Linked DNA regions of Sus scrofa: all the other regions are linked to region 2. A link is a contact called in public Hi-C and HiChIP or PLAC-seq data. All regions are on one chromosome and are shown on one strand. Each heading gives the region's core, a stretch centred on a gene start, on an enhancer-like site or on the middle of the called end of the contact. The rest is flanking DNA. Distances are from core to core; before and after follow the strand shown. Region 1 holds the start of EVA1C (protein eva-1 homolog C). Region 2 holds the start of C13H21orf59 (UPF0769 protein C21orf59 homolog). Region 3 holds the start of URB1 (nucleolar pre-ribosomal-associated protein 1). Region 4 holds the start of PAXBP1 (PAX3- and PAX7-binding protein 1).

What was found. A called contact is a pair of places that touch in the nucleus more often than the background predicts. HiChIP or PLAC-seq counts read pairs in DNA pulled down with a chosen protein or histone mark.
Region 1: a Hi-C map of liver shows a contact between it and region 2, with 3 times the contacts expected there. The contact joins the promoter of EVA1C here to the promoter of C13H21orf59 in region 2. A contact is called at or near these places in 9 of 47 Hi-C or Micro-C datasets (embryonic fibroblasts, fetal skeletal muscle, heart right ventricle and 3 more) and 1 of 2 datasets of contacts at active chromatin or transcription factors (skeletal muscle).
Region 3: an H3K27ac HiChIP or PLAC-seq map of alveolar macrophages shows a contact between it and region 2. The contact joins the promoter of URB1 here to the promoter of C13H21orf59 in region 2. A contact is called at or near these places in 4 of 47 Hi-C or Micro-C datasets (embryonic fibroblasts, liver, mesenchymal stem cells and 1 more) and 2 of 2 datasets of contacts at active chromatin or transcription factors (alveolar macrophages and skeletal muscle).
Region 4: a contact with region 2 is called in a Hi-C map of liver, with 9 times the contacts expected there. The contact joins the promoter of PAXBP1 here to the promoter of C13H21orf59 in region 2. A contact is called at or near these places in 3 of 5 promoter capture datasets (fetal liver, fetal skeletal muscle and liver), 6 of 47 Hi-C or Micro-C datasets (alveolar macrophages, epiblast stem cells, heart right ventricle and 3 more) and 1 of 2 datasets of contacts at active chromatin or transcription factors (alveolar macrophages).

The regions. Positions count from the first base shown.
Region 1 is chr13:196,066,214-196,068,913 of Sscrofa11.1, forward strand. It overlaps EVA1C (protein eva-1 homolog C), which reads left to right and starts at 1,430. Exons shown (of 8, transcript XM_021070917.1): 1 at 1,430-1,950. The coding sequence starts at 1,791.
Region 2 is chr13:196,224,014-196,226,873 of Sscrofa11.1, forward strand. It overlaps C13H21orf59 (UPF0769 protein C21orf59 homolog), which reads right to left and starts at 1,382. Exons shown (of 7, transcript XM_003132752.4): 1 at 654-1,382. The coding sequence starts at 792. LOC102160250 (40S ribosomal protein S24-like) reads right to left here. Exons shown (of 1, transcript XM_005670326.1): 1 at 2,598-2,860. The coding sequence ends at 2,598.
Region 3 is chr13:196,046,623-196,049,332 of Sscrofa11.1, forward strand. URB1 (nucleolar pre-ribosomal-associated protein 1) reads right to left here and starts at 1,260. Exons shown (of 41, transcript XM_021069844.1): 1 at 978-1,260. The coding sequence starts at 1,119.
Region 4 is chr13:196,369,984-196,372,727 of Sscrofa11.1, forward strand. It overlaps PAXBP1 (PAX3- and PAX7-binding protein 1), which reads right to left and starts at 1,275. Exons shown (of 18, transcript XM_003132753.5): 1 at 795-1,275. The coding sequence starts at 1,134. It overlaps LOC106505849 (a long non-coding RNA gene), which reads left to right and starts at 1,412. Exons shown (of 4, transcript XR_001300667.2): 1 at 1,412-1,663.

The sequences.
Region 1 (2,700 bases), core at 180-2,679, 160 kb before region 2:
CTGGCACACAGGGGTACCGAATTCACATCTGAAGTAAATGAACGGAATGGAAAGAATGTAAGGGAACTGAGTTTTGAGCAAACGTCCCTTACCGAACGGCTTTTAAGTGCCAGGCATCCTTACCCACCCTCCTTGCCTCAGTTTCAGAGACCTAGAAAGTAGGCAGGAATACTTACATCCAAGGGTTATTGAGAAGGTTGAGTACTTTAATGTAGATTTTAAAAAATCATTGTGTTTGGCAGGCTGGGTCCTACGAACAAATACTGATCTTTGCATCCCCCCATTCCCACTCCCATTCCCAAGACAGGGAAGAAGGGGCCGGCATCTCAGTTCCCCCCACCCTGCCCCGGGGACCCTGGAGCACTAGGTGGGACCCTATGACATCCGGTCCTCCACGATCCCTGCGGCCGGCCTCTAAGAGGGTCCTACAGGTAGGCCAGCGAGTCTCGGTTTTCTTTCTCCAGGCCTCCGCGCCTCCTTCTGCGGCGTACGCGGGGCAGTTCGGACGGAGCCTGCGGGCGCACTGTGCCTGGTCCCGCCCTTGGGCCTCATTATCTACATTTCCGCGTCAAGCCTGCCGAGAACTTGGCAGGCCCTCCCGCGGTGTTCCGGAACACTTTGTGCCCAGCGCCCGCCGGCCCGGCTCTCCTCCCTCCCGCCGGCGCCGCCTGGCCCGGACGCCCCGCGTAATCCGCCGGTTTGGGTCGGTGGACCCCAGGGACCACAGCCGGCATTTCCCCCCCCACCCCACGCACTTGTCTTCGGTTCCCCCGAAGCCAGGCTCTGCAATCTGCTCCTCCTCTTCGGGCTGGGTGTCCAAACGTGGGTTACACCGCGCGTAATCGAGAGGTTCAGAAAGATGCTGTGGCCCATTTTAAAACAAAGCCCAATTATTAGCTTTCGGCGGCTGTTTGTGCCGGTCCAGTGTCAGATCCCCTGAGCGCGGCGGACAACCAATACGCAAAAGAAAACAGTTGCAGCAAAAAGAAATCGGCTCTGGAGCCGCCTGATCCAGAGAACAATGCCTGCCCCGCGATGGTTCCCGTCCTGGCTGCCTAAGACTTAGCAATGCTCTGAGTCTCAGTCTCCTCTTCTGTGAAATGGGGATAACTGTGCGAGCCTGGCGATTCGGCACGTGGAGCGCTGCAGGTCGCAAAGACGTCAATGCTGAGTTCCACACCTCCGGGTCCCCACCGTCCCGCGGCCCCCACCTCGGCCTCGGCCCCGCCCCGGGGCGACGGGGCTCTACGCGCAGCGCTGGCTCCAAAGTGCGTCACCGGCACCGGCCGCGCTCCTCCAGCGGCCAGGGCGAGGCTGGCACGGGGCCAGCGGGCCCGGCCGGGGGTGCCGGACCGTCTCGGGGCGGGGACCCGGGCGGGAAGGGCGCTCAAGTTGCGCGGCTCGCGGCGCGCTGCTGGGGGCGCCCTCTGCGGCGGGCGGCGCGCCAGGGACCAGCCTCCGCAGCCTCGGAGCGTGAGAGGCTACACTTTCCCTTCGCCCCCCGCCCTCGTTTCCTCCCGCGCGGCCGCAGCGGAGATTTCCTCTCGGGGAAACTACGCGGATCCTTCCCGGGGCTCGTGGCCCCGCCCCAGTTCTCCGCCCCCTCCTCTCTGCTGGGGAGCCGGTGCCGGCCCGCGCCGGGGAGGAGGCTCTGGCAGCCTGGGCCAGGAGGTGGCAGGGGGCCGCGGATCCGCCGGCTACCGACTCGTCCTGCCATGTGACGCTGCCCTCCGCCCAGCGACCCCCGGCGCGCCCCTGGCCCGCGCTCGCGCTCCTTCGCGCTGCGCACCATGCTTCTGCCGGGACATGCGCGCCCACTGCCCGCGCCCCAGCCCGCACAGCATCCCGGCCTCCGCAGGCAGGTAGAGCCGCCCGGGCAGCTGCTGCGCCTCTTCTACTGCACTGTCCTGGTCTGCTCCAAAGAGATCTCAGCGCTCACGGACTTCTCCGGTAAGAATCGACCTCCCTCCCTGTGTGCCCCCGGCGCCGCCGTGCACCCAGCTGAACCCTAGGTTGAAGGGGGGCGGACGCCCGAGGGGTCAAGGCCGGGTTGGTTTAAAGTTGGGGCGCAATCAAAGCTGGTTTTCTTGCCCAGTGTGAAACCTTAGTATATGTAGCTGCGTGTGGGGTGGCAGCAGGGGATGCCCCACCCCCGAAGGAAGGGTCCATATGGTGTTTGGAGTTTCTCTTCCAGTGAGTTGACCTCGTCACTTTCCCAGTGGCAGGACCCGGCTCTGATGGGTGAGGGTCCGCTGGTAGCTCCTTAAGTTGATAAGCTGAGACCTGTGCCCCTCTTGGCGCTGTTGGTACACGTGTTGGTTCACGTTGCACTTGGTTTGCCATCCGCATAGTCTGAGTGTGCCCCGACCAGCCTCTCGGGTGCCCATGTAAGGAGACCAGCCCAGGAGACCCTTGACCTGAAGTCTATACGGACACGGGCTGGGAGGTCTGGTGGAGATGCAGTGGGAGATGAGTTAGAAGCTTACAGAACAGAGAGGAGACTCGGTAACCTCTCTTCACTAACCAAAAGTACCAGCATCTGCCCCTGGCAGCCCCAATGCCTTAACCAAAAATAACGACCTCCCCCCCACCCCCCAGTAATGGGTGAGGTTTTTCTTTTTGGTGACTGGGACCAAGGGCCCCGGCAGCTGATCTCGGTCAGTTCTGGGATGGTAGGTGTGGTGCTGCAAAGTGAGAGAA
Region 2 (2,860 bases), core at 132-2,631:
CAAGGAACATTTGCTCCGCGGTGGAAAGTTCCATTGGACGGCACTGCTCCAGAGCGTTGAGAGAGCAAGCGACCAAAACATTGTAACATGAGACTCAGGCTGTTTCCTGGGGAAGGGAACACCATGAGAGGTAAGATCAACGAGGCTCTCTCACTCTTTCTCACCCCTGAAGGCTGTCCCAAAGCTGAGCGATTCATCCAGAAACTGTTCTACCTCAAAAGTCACAAAACACGGAATTCCCTTTTTTAAAAAAACGGCCCTTTGGTCGTCCCACCTCTCACACTTGCTCAAATCAGACAACACCTGCTCTTGGGCCCAGGCTTTCTGTTCCCTCCTGTGCTTCTTGCCTCTGTACTGGGCCTATTTCAGTTTGTTTGCTCCCAGCGCCCCAATCCCGGCTCCCAGACCCTGGGGTGGGCCAGCCAGCTCTCCAAGCATCTCTTGGCGAACGCCGCGGTCCCATTTCAAGCCCGGCTGTCGCACATCTTTTGTAAATCTTCACAAACTTGACCCTCGCCCCGAGCCTGCTTCTGAAAGCCTCGTGGGTCCCGCCCAACTTCCTCCGTTCCAGACCGCTCCGTTTCTCCCTCCCTCCCGGACCCGGAGCGGTCCAGGATCCCACGTCGCAAACTTGAGGCGCTGCGGGGCCGCACCTGAGCAGATGCGCTGCACCTTGAGCCGCGCGTTGTAAACCTGGGCCACCTGCACGGTAAGCTCCTCCAGCTCCGTGCTCCCTGGTGCCTGCAGCAAGAACTGGCTCTCGTCGCCCCGTTTCACGTGCAGCAGAACCATGGTGGCCCCGGAGGCCCCGCCGAGACGGCGAGAAGGCCGGGGGAGGAGCGGGCCGCGGTCACCCGCCAGGCGAACCGCGTCGACCGACTAACTGCTGCTGGCAGTTAGGCCGGAACCCAGAGCTCCGGCCTCCGCTGTGCGGGGGGAACCAAACTCGCTCCCGGAAGTGGCTGTTGCCCGGAGAAACAGGAAACAAAGTTTGAGGGGCCACGACTCCAGGTCGGACTCCGGGGCTGGGGAAGCTACGGTGCGCGGAGATCTAGTTCTCCACTACAGGAAGCAGGTGCTGCTGAGCAACCCTCTACACAGTCCTGGAGGACCGCGGGTGCCTGAGCCTACCCGCCGAGCCGGATTCGCCCAGCACAGTTGCCGGAAGTGGTTGTTGTCGGGGCAACCAGCAAACAGACCAAGCAGCAGGAGGGGAGCGCGGACCTCCCAGTCCGCTGGCTTGGGGCCCGACACTCCACTCAAGGAGATGGGTGGAAGGGAAATTTCTAGGCCGGGAGTGGGTGGGGTGGTGGGCACCCGCAGGCGCCGAGCCCCTCAACAGCCTCCACAGGGCACCTGCGAGTCGCAGGAGCATTTCCGCCGGCTCCAATCCTCACTTCCGGAAACGCCTCCTGCCGCTTCCGGTCTGCGCCGTTTTGGAGAGGCTGTCCTGGCTCGCTCATGGTGCCTGTTTCCTCTGCTCGGGTTTTCAGCACGGAGGCGTTTGGGAAAGTGTCCATATTCCTTTGTTCAGGCTGATTCGGATATATCTAGAGTGACTCGAGCAGCTGCTAGTGCAGCGACCTCTTCCCACCCCGCCAACCATCCAGCCGACCACCAACCAACAAATTCCTATTGAAGAGCAATAGGGCTTGTGCTGTTTCTTCCAAGAGCCGGTGACATGGCTGCAGGTCCACAGCTTTCCTGGAGCTTATGTTCAGTGTAGGTGACAAAGAGAAAACAAAAGTAAACAGACAAGGCAAATTCAAATAGAGGTATGAAGAAAACACGACAGGGCGACTGGCTTTTTAAATTGGTTGGTCAAAGAATGCCTAAATAAATGTGGATGACATTTGCACTGAGCCCTTAATAACATGGCGCCAACAAAACTAAGATACTGCGCAGCTCCTACCCCTAGTTATTTCCTTTGAAGCCCATTGCTAAATGCGAATTGATTTGAATATGGCAAGCACCTGCTACTTGGTATACCTGAAACCTTGGCTTCCTCCATTGAAAGTGTATCCCTAGAGTTCAGGGCCGAGTGGAGGAATTTTGTGACTGTAGGCCTGGAAATGCCCAAAGCCAATCCAGGGCCTCATATGAATACCATTAGGCTGGTAATGGCCAGAAGGGGTATGGCATCCAGGGAGGGATGTGTTTTCACCTCTAGTACTGTTGAGGCAGGGATCATGGAGACCCTGCAACATGCAGCACTGATCAGATTGGCACATGTCTCTCTTAGCTCCTGACCACTGGCTATTAGATTATCCCCATTTCTTCTGAATCCAGTTCTTTATCCATCATGCCTGCTTCAAATCTGGTTTACAGGTGCCTTCTGGGTAGTGTGACTGTTTATCCACAAACGTGTATTACAAGGTCTCGGGGTATAATTTTTAATAATATAAAATGAAAAGTATAGAAAAGCCATGTTTGTATTGGCGATCCAGTTTTGTTTAAATATGTAGTTTACGAACAGCATCTCTGGTGGGAAATCTGCCAAAGTGCCCCAGATGAGGCGGTTAACCATCTTTAATTTTTGTCAGCACCGATATTTGCCCTTGAGTTCCTCTTAACATTATTCTTTGGTTGTGTTCTTGTCAGTGTTCTCGTAAGGTCTTTTTCTTCTCATACGGGTCATATCTTGCAAGTTTGGTGTGCAGCTTTTTCTCGGTGTGGTTTACATGATTATAGATTATGAAAAACCCTGTTGTCTTGTCACCACCCAAATGGGTTCTGAATTTGAAGCCAAAGCTGACAAATGTGGGGTCTTGAGTACTTTGCTTATTGTCTGTAAATATTATAGGTACTGTTGCCTTTCTAGGATAAAGGGCATCCCATGACCATTTGTATCCGTTGAAGC
Region 3 (2,710 bases), core at 10-2,509, 180 kb before region 2:
ATGAATGAAACGCAAACTTCTTTGCTAAAGCCACTATCATCTTCCCAGCTCTGGCTAGCATATGCTGGCATCCAACGTTTAAAAACACAATCTGTGCAAGACAAACTGGAAATTGAGGATACTCTGGACATTAACTTAACTTTCACTTGAAACAGTCACTGCTTTCTTCTGACACAGTACCAGTGTTTCGCACATGCTAGTGTCTTCCATTGCGTTTTGTCCTCATAACCTAAATACTTTCTAATGGAGTACAAGGAATTGGGAAGTTAGGTCACACTTTTCAAAAAGTGCAATTATTGAATCTGCTCCTTATCTGTCACTAGTCTCTTTTTGCTTTTTAGGGCCACACCAGCGGCATATGGAAGTTCCCAGGACCCAAGCCACGTCTGCAACCTACACCACAGCTCACGGTAAGGCCCAGATCCTTAACCCACTGAGTGAGGCCAGGGATCGAACCTCTGTCCTCATGGCTCCTAGTCGGATTCGTTTCCGCTGCACCACGACAACGGGAACCATATCTGTCACTAGTCTAATCTTGCTCAACTGTCAAGTCCTGCAGTAGCTTCATGTGGGAGCTTATGACAGGTTTTCTGGTCGGTGTGAGTGTTGGAGGATCAAAGCTACGGAAAACAGAGCTGACAGCCATGGCAGTAGCAAACTCACAGTCGGGACTCGATAAATAATCCGTTTTGTGAATAAGTACTACACATCCACTTTCCTGACAATTGCAGTAAAGGTTTTAGAGCTTGCTGAGGGACACTGTCCGGGCAAGGGAGGTGTGGGATCGCAGGAACTGTCACATTCAAGCAAGTCTGGGCCCTGGACTCCCAAGCACCCGGGCCTCGGTTTCCCGACTGCGAATCGGGAGGCTGAGCTCTGACCCTCGCTGCAGGAAGAAGAGGCTGCATCCACACACACACCGAGGCGGGTAGGCCGCCCCGAACGCATCGGCTCCCCGCCCCGGGTCCCGCACTCACCCGGCCCCGCACCCTGCGCGTCTCTCAGCTGAGTCTTGAAGCGCACGCCCGTGAGCTCTTCGGTGCGGGCTCGCTTGGCTGCGCCCGCAGGGGTAGCTCCACCTTCCCGGCCGCCCGCAGCCTTCCTTTTGGGGACCCCCATGGCCGAGAGGGCGGGGACGCGCCGGGACCCACACACCCCGGGACCTGACAAGAGGACACCGGGGGAGACCCGACAGGCACCTGTGGCCCACACGTGGGCTGAAGGGGCGGGGGGCTGTCGGAAGAGGCGGAGCCTCGGGAGGGAGGCCGGCGGAAGGGGCGGGGCCTGTGGGAAGGGCGGGGCGGGGCCTGTGGGAAGGGCGGTCCGGCGGAAACCCGGTAGCGGTTCCCTCTTGGCTGTGCGATTCTAGCTCCCTAGCTCGCTGCCCCGGGCCGAGCCGACGCTCCACCACACCCGCGCTTGGCCTCGGCGCGGGGGGGCGGGGGCGTCTATCGGCGGCTTTCTCGAGGGTTCTTGGGAGGAAGAATCCCCAGATCCTCCACTCCTGGGGGGCACGAGCCAGACCGCTGGCAGCAGCACCGTCAGCTCGGTTCTTGACCTGTGGGCGCCCTAATGGTGCCTCTTGACTGACATGCAGCGGGATTCGGTGCTTTGCCTGTTCGAGGCCCAGCGAGTTGGCCAGGAGGGTGGCTGCCCCGGGCTAAGTGCCAGGTGGGCTTTTGTGGGGAGATCCTTGCTCTGGGACCAGGTCGAAGGTCGTGCGGATGCCCCTAACCCTGACCCCTAGCTTATCTCACATCCGGAACCAGACTGGCTTGTCTGGTGCGATGTCGCCCCAGACGACCTCCACTTCCCCAAACTGATGGGTGGACTTGCGCCTTTCTGGTCATGTAGGGTGGGAGGAGGGGATCAAATGAAGTAACGTCTGTGAAAACCCTACGCGGACAGCGCAGCAGCCTCCACATCTAAGCCCCTGTCATTAAAATGGAGACAGTAAAGCCAGCTGTTCTCAGCGGAGAAAGTGATGCAATGCATGAAAAACTGCTTTGACGGGAGAAAAAAAAAAACTACTGTGTTTTTGTAAGATGTTATTGACTTGTTCTGAAATAAAACGGAGGTATAAATAAGTGGAAACAGGCTAGTGCATTTTTTAATACAACTTCATCCATACTTGGTTATGTGCGCAAACAAATCATGAAGCAGGTCATTAGATAAGTCATTTGGTGATTCCTGGAATTATCTGTCAGCTTGTCCTCTAGTATGAGAAAGTACTGCCCCGTGGTCTGTAAGCAGATCTGTTGTGAGCATCTGAGAACAGTGGCTTTTTGTGACCTGTTAGGGTTTCAGAGTCTCTAATAGAAAAAGCCTGTGCTGTTGACCCTGTGCTCCTGACCTGGCAAGACTATTGTGCCTGTGGAAATGCCTACCTTGTAGGCAGGTCAGAGGGAGTAGCCTGAGCAGATCTGAACTGATGCAGAGGTATTAAAAGGCAGGGATATGCTCAAAATTTAGGCTGTCAAGGAGGATACTCTTGTTAGTAAAGACAGACTTAATTCTGACCGGTCATCTTCACGGGGTTCTTTTCTATGGTTAATTGCCAACCACCAACTTTGTTTTCAACCACAGTGGACCTGACCAAAGAGACAGCAGAGAGAAGCAGGAAATAGTCAAAAACTATTCAGTTTCTGCCTACGTGACCTTGAGCAAATTATCATCTCTCTTTAGAAAGACTTAGAGAAAGTGGGAGAAC
Region 4 (2,744 bases), core at 25-2,524, 150 kb after region 2:
CAACATACACTTAATTGGGTTATATTACACACTCAACAATTTGGCAAGTGAAATGACTTACGGCTCATTTAGGATCAGAAATCTAAATCCACTGCAGCCTGGCCCCTCACACCGCCTCGCTTCATTGTCCAAGCGTCAATTTGAGGAAGCCTGCACGTTTGTAGCCCCATTCACTTTCATGGGTAAACTGAGGCTCGGCGATCGCCAGGGACTAGTTCAAGGTCACTCAGAACCAGTTCTTCAACCAGAGCTTCTGTTCCCAAATCTAGTACTCCTCTTTACACACCCTGCCTTCCTGAGCAAGGATGCCTGACAAGGACCAGGAGACCAAGAGACCTACCTACTGGGTACAGTGACCTGGGTCACTACTGGGTACAGTGCATATACCACTGGGTACACTGACCTGCAGAGGGCTCAGAGAACGTGCCAAGAGCAGTCAGGGGATACGACTCGAGTTCTCCCTAAAACACACCTGCCAGGAAGAGGCAGAGTAGGGAACACGGAATTTTTTCTTGAAAAACTCTAAATGACTAATCTGAGATCCGGCCCCTCGGAGTAGAAAATGTTCGAGACGACGAAAAGGAGGCGGTAGTTAAGAAAAGGTTGGTGGCGGCGCAGGAACGCATCCCCTGCCAAAGCAGAAGGCCGGAGGCGGGGAAAACGTACAGCAGATCCGGCGGGAAAGGGCTCCTTTCTCGGGGGCTGAGGCTGAGCGTCAGGGGAATGCGGAGACCCGCGGTCGGGGCCGGGGAAACGGATGTCGGGGTCTGGGGGCGCTGAAGCGCGGCAGTTACCTTCGTCCTCGTCCTGGAAGCTGAGCAGGCTGGCCCGGGGCACCTCTTTGTTCTCGCGCGGCCTCTTGCGCGGCTTCAGCCCGTTGCCGGGCTCCGCGCCGCCCGGGAAGCAACCCCCGGCCTCGGTTCCGGGGCCAGGAGCCAGCGCGGAGGGTGGCGGCGGCAGCCCCGGGCCCAGCAGTGACTCCCCCCCGGGGGCCCTGTCGCCGGGGCCCGGCTCTTCGCCGGTGCCCGGCGGCGGCAGCAACGGTGGAGGCTCCTGCTCTTCATCACGCTCTCGCTCCTCCTCCTCCGAGTCATTCCGCTTGCGCACGTTCACTCGCCGGGCCTTTCGGAACATGCCTGCGGCCCGCACCGCGGTCGTATGCCCACTCCTACACGGCAGCCCCGGCAGCGCCGAGCTCGCGACAGCGCGCACGCGCGCTCTCCCGAGCTCCAGCCAGGTCCAGTCTTTGCCCCAGCTACCGCGCACCACCGAACCCGCATGCGCTCCGCTCTCACTACGTGGAGAGAACACCGCCCCTCTCGCGAGAACGTCAGCTTTTTGCACTGCCCTCTGTCGGCCTGGAGGACTATTGGCAGGCAACTCTGGGACTCTAGTGCTCTCCGACGGGTCACAAAGAGGATCATAGAGACGAAAAGAAAGAGTAAACCCGGCGTCCCTCAGCCCAAGGTGCTGCAGTGCGTCTTCCGCACTTACGCAGACTAGTCACGCGAGGAAACTCCCGCCAAGCGCTGAGAGAGGCAAATACAAGGGGGAGGGGGCGGGAGGCGGAGCGAGAGGAGGAGCGGGAGGAGGAGCCCGAAGGTGAAGCCTTTGGTGAGGGTGCGTGGAGCCCAGAGGGTGTGCTGAACTGAGGTGTTGTATGGTAATTATTACTAACTCTGTTGAGTAACACTTAGTATTTCTGCAGCTTAATGGCTACAGAGAACTTTCAAAAACAGTGAATTTCATTTATGATCAGATATTACCTGGCCTGATGTTTTTAGCCCCCCTCCCTCTAATACAACGAAAGCAAAAGTGTTTTGGTGTTTTCCAAAGAATGCCAGGTTTGCTAGGAGTTCTGACACATGGCTGATTTCAGAAACGGAAGGAAAAATCGACTTGAGGACTGGGGATGGTTGTGACACATTTCAGCCTTGTGCCACAGAGGTTAACAAACTTAACTGGCAACGGTGGATCCGGGTGTTTGAAGTTGAACTCGCAAGCTTACTCATTGTATTAGCAAACACAGGGCCTTTTCCTTCACTCATGTGTGTAAGTGCGAATTTGTTGTCATGTCTCAAAATTTAAAAGGTAACAAAGGACATTCATATAGTGAAACAAACAAACAAACCATCCATCCCTAGAAGCCCTGAAGGTTGCAGGCAATGTTAAAAGTTTCTCACGATCCTGCAGAGACAGCCTATGAATGTAGAAGCAAAGATGTATATTTTTGTGAATTACCTTTTTCCCACAGTGTGCAAACAGTGCATTTTAGTCTAATTGAAGATCAGTTATATTTGTATGTAAAATGGTGTCTCTTCTTTTACCCAGCTGCATAGTGATCCATTGTTTGAAAGTACCATAATTTATTTAGCCAGTTGCATAAAAAAATTGGTATTAAAGGAGTTCCCTGGTGGCCTAGCAGTTAAGGATCCAGCATGGTCACTGCTGTGGCTGGGGTTCCATCCCTGGCCTGGGAACTTCCACATGCTGTAGGCGTGAGAGGGGTGGGGGAAAGGCATGAAATTTATTTCCAGTCTTGCTATAATTATCAATGCCACAACGAAAAGCTTCAAAAAATGATCACTAGTAGCATGAACTAGATCTCAAGGTATGCAGTTGTAATTTTGCTAATTCTAAGTTGCTGTTTTTAACAGCTGTGCCAATTTGTATTCCTACCCGAGTGCCTATTCACCTACATCATCCTGTCAAAATGTCACTTGAGATTTAAGTTCCAAGTTTGA